Linked DNA regions of Mus musculus: region 2 is linked to region 1. The links are chromatin contacts, called in public Hi-C maps. All regions are on one chromosome and are shown on one strand. Each heading gives the region's core, a stretch centred on a gene start, on an enhancer-like site or on the middle of the called end of the contact. The rest is flanking DNA. Distances are from core to core; before and after follow the strand shown.

The links. Hi-C and Micro-C count contacts between places; a contact is called where the count stands out from the background.
Region 2: a contact with region 1 is called in a Hi-C map of cortical neurons, with 5 times the contacts expected there. The contact joins two enhancer-like sites. A contact is called at or near these places in 1 of 15 datasets of contacts at CTCF or cohesin (large pre-B cells), 25 of 484 Hi-C or Micro-C datasets (3T3-L1-derived adipocytes, B cells, the G1E-ER4 cell line and 15 more) and 3 of 115 datasets of contacts at active chromatin or transcription factors (astrocytes, embryonic basal ganglia and embryonic forebrain).

The regions. Positions count from the first base shown.
Region 1 is chr12:105,837,748-105,840,797 of GRCm38.p6, forward strand. Papola (poly (A) polymerase alpha) reads left to right here. Exons shown (of 22, transcript NM_011112.4): 22 at 1-1,197. Among named protein-coding and RNA genes, the nearest start is that of Papola, 55 kb to the left of the region's middle. Within about 2 kb of position 1,549, at least 2 of the 459 cell types and tissues checked have an H3K27ac peak or open chromatin away from gene starts, as enhancers often do. A contact at or near this core is called in cortical neurons, where this site is marked.
Region 2 is chr12:108,117,780-108,120,829 of GRCm38.p6, forward strand. It overlaps Setd3 (SET domain containing 3), which reads right to left. Exons shown (of 13, transcript NM_028262.3): 7 at 1,327-1,385; 8 at 463-577. Among named protein-coding and RNA genes, the nearest start is that of Setd3, 60 kb to the right of the region's middle. Within about 2 kb of position 1,587, at least 26 of the 459 cell types and tissues checked have an H3K27ac peak or open chromatin away from gene starts, as enhancers often do. A contact at or near this core is called in cortical neurons, where this site is marked.

The DNA.
Region 1 (3,050 bases), core at 299-2,798:
AAGGTAAGGCTTATTTCACAGAAACCAGAATGCCAGTATTTTCCTAAGCCATGACATGTAACCTTGACCCTGTGGCTGCGTGACACAGACACTAACTTTGGTCCCATGGCTAGAACTTGAGAGTGACTGAAGCCATACCTGTGAAGCATCCCCGGAGGCGGCCCTTTGATCTCTGCGAGGACTTTTGTACACTCCACACAACTCCTGTTCCTGTCTTAGACAAATTGATTTTCATTTTTAAAAGTGGGCAAAAGGCATTTTCTTCCAGATTTTTAAACTAATTTTTATTTTTAACCAGTTTATCAAAATTTGTCAGTGAATTTTACATACAAAAACATTTTAAAAATCATTTCTAGTAAGCACTTGACATTTAGTCAGCTTTCCACTTTTGAATTTTTTTTTTTGTTCTATCAAAAATTAGAAATCTTCTTTAAAGACAATGATTTCTCATAATTAAGTAGCAGAATTCTCGTCCATCTTGTGACATCTGACGGGTGCCAGATGTTGATAAAGTTACTCTTTGTTAATCTGGGTAAAACAGACCTGTAGCAGCAGATCTTTGTATGAGCATGGTTTTTGAATCCTTCATTTCGCTGCATTCTATCACACGTTTGTGCATTTTCATGTTACACTGCAATTACTTAAACTCTCCCCTGTCCTTCCAAATTAATTTCCAAAGTTGGAGTATAGTCTTTCCCCTGAAGCTATGCATTAATTAAGGCTTTCTTTACCACTTACATTGTTTATATACAGTGTTCTACTCTCCACCTCTTGCTCTGCAGTCACCTTGCCCTTCCTCCCACCATTTGAGTAAAGAAGACGGTCCGCTAACAGGTGACATGTACTGGTGTCTGTGTGTGTAGCTTCAGAGTTAGATTGACATCACCAGGCACAGATTTAGTCTTGTCGTTTTGTTTACACATTGGGGAAAAATTCAGTTTAATAAACGTTCCATGTAACTGCATCCAAGTTTCACCAGGCTGGAGACGTGGATCTTTTCTGTGTAGTGACTTTTTACTTCTAGTTTCCATAACCTGGAGATCAGACTGTTGCTTTCGCATGATGTAAGTAGTGTCTCATGACTGGAGTTTGCTTTGTTTTATAGTATCTGTACTCCTTGTATTTTTCAAGAGCTATTTTGTAAACAGATGATGTATTTCTCCATTGAAAACACAATAAAAAAAAAAACAGCACAAATCCCATAGTTGGCTGGTTTCTTTTGACTCTCTCTCTCCCTCTCCCCCTTTCAGCAATCTAATTAATTAGTTCTACATACAAATATATGGTGTGGCCCCAAATGAAGATTGGAATTTAATGTGCTTATATTTGGCAGGTTTGTTTTAGGTTAGCCTATTTGTAACCCAGTACTAATGTGTCACACGATAGCAGGCAATGTTGTTAACCTAGATGATCGTTAGGGAGAAAAGGGTGGTTATAGCTACCACTAACTCACTCTGAACAATTCCATTTTCTACAGTAGTGTTCTGTCTAGTCTGAGCACTGTACATTTCCCGGTACTGATGCATATGGCTCTTTCATGCCTCTACTTTCATTTCTCTGTCAGCAGGTGGCACTGTTGTTTTTCAGTAGGTTTATAATTGTGTCTTACAGCTTGAATCTTGTTTATTTTACTGGATCAAATTCTGACATTTTTCTTAAATCCTCACACACATTGCGTAAAAGAGAAGTAGACTGTTTTAAGTTTGTGATGGCCAACTTTTAGGGATGATTATCTTAGTGTCTTGAGTGTGTGTGTGTGTGTGTGTGTGTGTGTATGTATGTGTATGTGTGTATGTGTATATATGGGGGGGGGGAGGGAGTTGGGGAGGGGGAGAGTGTTTTCCAAAGGGTTAGCAGCTATGCAGAGTCTCTAAAACCCCAAATGCTTAGACCCTTCATTGAGTTGATGACCTTGGGGCTACTTCTTACTGAAGTAGAATAGAAGTTTGAGACTTATTCAGCAAAAGTGCAAAATGGTAAGGATTTCTCAGGGCTCCATCACTAACACCTCCAGGATTGAGCTTGCCTTCCTCCTACCCTGGTAGACAACAGAAGTGGGACTGGACCCTGCTTCCTGGGATTTGTCACCCATGTAGCTCATAGGTATTTTCCTGCATTTTGCTGAATTAGTAAGACATAATTGAACATTGAGTGCTTGTGTCTCAGGTACAGTCTGGACTAAAGCTTTTTTATTCCTAGTTAGCACCTCTGTTTTCTTCTCTGCACAGAAAAATATTTTAAAGCTCTGCATAATGTTAATTCTGGCCGAGTACAAGGTGACAGCAAACGATCAGCAACGCACAGTAGTGGCTGACATGAAAGGAACATTCACGCTCTGCACACTGTAGGCTGACCCACGAGACCCTAGCGTGCTTGTGTGCCAAATTGTTCTCTAAAGGCATTGCACACGCATTTGCATCTCTTTGCCTATTTTAACCCTAACAAAAATCAACCAAACTATGAAAATGAGTTGCCTTTTGGCCTGGGCTGTATGCTTTTTTTTTTTTTTTTTGTTTAGTTCACATTTCTATTAGCTTTCTTTACGCCCAAACCGCAAATAGATGCTGTTTTGACTCAGACCTGAGCTTGGTAAATGAGGTAGTCCTTTGTTCTGTGTTCTTGTAACATGGCCTTCAGGTATACACAAACAAGTGAGCTTTAGATCTGTGTGGTATTTCCCCTCTCTACCAACTTAAAAATTGTTGTTATCCTCCCGAGGATTAACATTGGGAAGAAAAAGGTAAAGGATTATGTTCTTTGGCAAGCTGGGGCCAGAACCTGGGTCTTCACCACGTGACAGGCAAGCACATGACTTCTAAGCTGCACTCACAACCCAGGCTACTGTCGTTCGTGATTAACAGTGATGGAGACTAGTAACAATGTTTGCTCGGTCTTTTACAAAACCTCCCCCCCCCCGCCCCCTTTTTAAAAGATTTATTTATTATATGTAAGTACACTGTAGCTGCCTTCAGACACGCCAGAAGAGGGCGCCAGATCTCGATACAGATGGTTGTGAGCCACCATGTGGTTGCTGGGAATTGAACTCAGGA
Region 2 (3,050 bases), core at 337-2,836, 2.3 Mb after region 1:
CTGCCATACACAGGCTCCAGAGCAAAGCAGGTAAACCATAGTGGCCGAGGAACAGAGCAGGGCAAGGGGCGAAAGGAGTCAGCAGAGAACAGAAAGAAAGAGCCATAGAGAGAGACAGAAAGATGAAAGGTTTTCTTCAATAAATTCCTACTTGTAAGAGAATAAAAAGCAAAGTGGCCCATTGAGCCTGTGGTCCAGTGAGACAAGAAATGACTGTGAGAGCTGGGGCTGGGGCTCAGACCATACAAACGCAGTCGCCGCAGTCTCTCACAGTGCTCTAAGATTGGAGTTTTCAGTCTTCAGTATGAAGAGACACCCAGCTTCTATTAGAGGCAGGCAGGGAAGAGCAAGGGTTGCTTCTGCTTGTCCTGGAGAGAGCTGGCAGGGGAATAAGGAGCCAAGGAGAATATGCACTCAGAAGCTCAGCAGCCCCCAGCCTCAACCCCAGGAAGAGATCTTTACCAGGCCATTGGTATGATTGCACATGTCCCATAAAGGAATCAGAGCCAAGGTCACCCGGGAACCATCCTCTGTAGGAATTTGGTTTTGCCGTGTCATAACTGATGAGACGGCCCACCTGTTACAAAAAAATAAAATAAAATAAAATAAACAAATTAAGAGTAAATTTGTGGAAAAGCCACCCCCACAAGAACACACTCAATTAGGAAATTGAGGTTGTGAGTGGCTGCCAGTTTTCAGGCTTTTTTGTACCATTTAGAACTAAAGGCAGAATTGAGAGGAGGAGGGGGCAGAATGGCAGGAAAGGAAGCCTGCACACAGCCCACCGAGTATGCAAAGGAACTAGGAGAAGCAGGGGTCTCAACCTACGTGGTGATGAAACTGCTCTCTCCAAAGCCAGCTCCCCCTCACCCAAACGCTGACTTCAGCGGTAGGCAGGGCTCTGAGCCTCACTGACCGACCAGTGGGTGCTGCTTCTCCTCTCTAACAGACCCCTCCACGGTGTGGACGAGGCATGGAACACGGCACTTTTATTACATAGCACAGTCCGTTAGCTCTATGTTCCAAAGAATCCCTGCTTCACACTAATGTTAATCTACTTAAAAGAGAAAAAGTCCTTTAGCAACACTTAACACTAATGTTAAGCCCAAACGCCCCTTGGCTACCTCAGGCAAGCTACTGGCATTACAGGTTCACAGCGGTTTCTTGGCAGCTGTCAAAACGCCAGTGCTTATCGAAGCCGCTCACCCTGGCTTTTGAGACCGCCCTATTTCAACACTGTAAGTGGTCGCAGCAGGCCACTTGCTGCCGAGCTGCCCTCACTTCCAGATCCTCAGAAACCACCCGCAACACAGCGCCCTCACAAACCTGTAGTCCTCGTAAGTGAAAGACTCCTTCAAGGGCAGTTTGTTGGCATGAGGATGGGTCTGGGAATCAACGGTTTTAGGAAGCAGAGGTGGGGGGGAAAAAAGGGAGAAAACAGAAATCAGTCAACAGAATTTCATTATTTAGCTGCTAACAGATCCTAACAAGAGCCAAATGAAGCAGGAGGCGTCCAGCCGCGCAACTGAGGGATCAGTGTGCTATTGTGCCCTCATACATCACTGTCAACTTAATTTGTTGTGCCCAGCGGCCGCCATAAATCTGCTCCTTCACACTTCCATCCGGAACCCACAGACACCACACAAGACAGTGTAAGGTGGACTGCTGCACAAAGGCAGGCACACCCTCTGCTACGAGTACGAGCTCTGAGGGAACATGGAGCCTGCAAAGCCAATAGGGAGGCTTGCCTCTCCCGGGGTCTCATGCTCTGCTAGATTTTATTCTCTTTGTATGTCACAAGAAGCAACACTTACAAACCCTCTAGTACGTTGGAAATACTCTCACATTCTCTAATAACACTTGATGACAATCGACTTAGGTGCAAATGAATTATTTACACAGTAAATGTGGATCAAACACAGGAAATCAAGCAAAGTCAAGTCTTGTGAGAGAATGAAGTAAATTATACAAGTAAGATAAAGATAACACAGACAATCATTAAATTACTTTTTTCTCTAAACAAAAGAACATTTGATAAAATATCCAAAACTTTACACATGGAAGAAAATTTTATAGCTTCACATTCCCTTTTTATAATGCCCTACCCCTTAGACCTGTAAGCACTTAAAACTCTGTCTCAATTAAGGAATTAAAGCTGTAACAGTGTGATTTTAACCTTAAGTTTCAGTTACAGTCTGAGACAGATTGCAGTTAAGTGATCAGATTAACAAACGGTTGTTTCTGAGCTGGAGACCAGATCTGCGGAAGCTGATCGTGTGCCTGCTAGTGTGGCTCCACGCAGCAGTTTTAACTCCAGGTACGGCACGGCAAGTGCACTGCAATTCATCACCGCTCCCTGTACTGTGCTGGCTGGTACTGTGCGCAGGGCAGTAGGGAATGAGGCAGAAGTGGCTCAAACCGTAAATCACTCAGAAAAACAAAAGCTTGTCCTTGGTGCATAATCTTAGACAAATTATATATTACAAAAGGGGCTAACTGGGTGTTAGCTCCCAGGTGCCTGCTTCTCCTCTCTTTATAGCCTCATTTTAAGCCTTTGGAAGAAAAGTCAAAATGTAAAACTGTATTTACATAATCTTTAAGATGCATGTTGGGCCAGGTGTATCTGTACATACCTGTAAACACCAGCACTTGAAAGGCTAAGATGGGAGGATCAGAAATGTGAGACCTGCCTGTGCTACCTAGCTAGTACCTGCCTCAACATAAATAAATCACAATGCGATAAAATGAATATTGTACTAGCAATGTGCAATTAAATAAGAGACTTTAAGGGGACGTACAGAACATGACAGGGCACTTCCAGTCTGGTTCAGGAAATGGTATGCTAGGGGAGGTCAGCCCCGCCCCACCGGCCTGCCCTGGAGCCTGTGCTCTGAGGATTCGAGGTATGCCTTCCTCTTACTTATCACATTTAGCCAAGACAGAGTCCAGATTTCCCTTTAAACATACTAATCACCATAAGGCCCTTTCCTCTTCTCAAAACTAACCTGGTAAGAAGAGACAAACTGCAAAATAGTAAGGAGAACGGATTC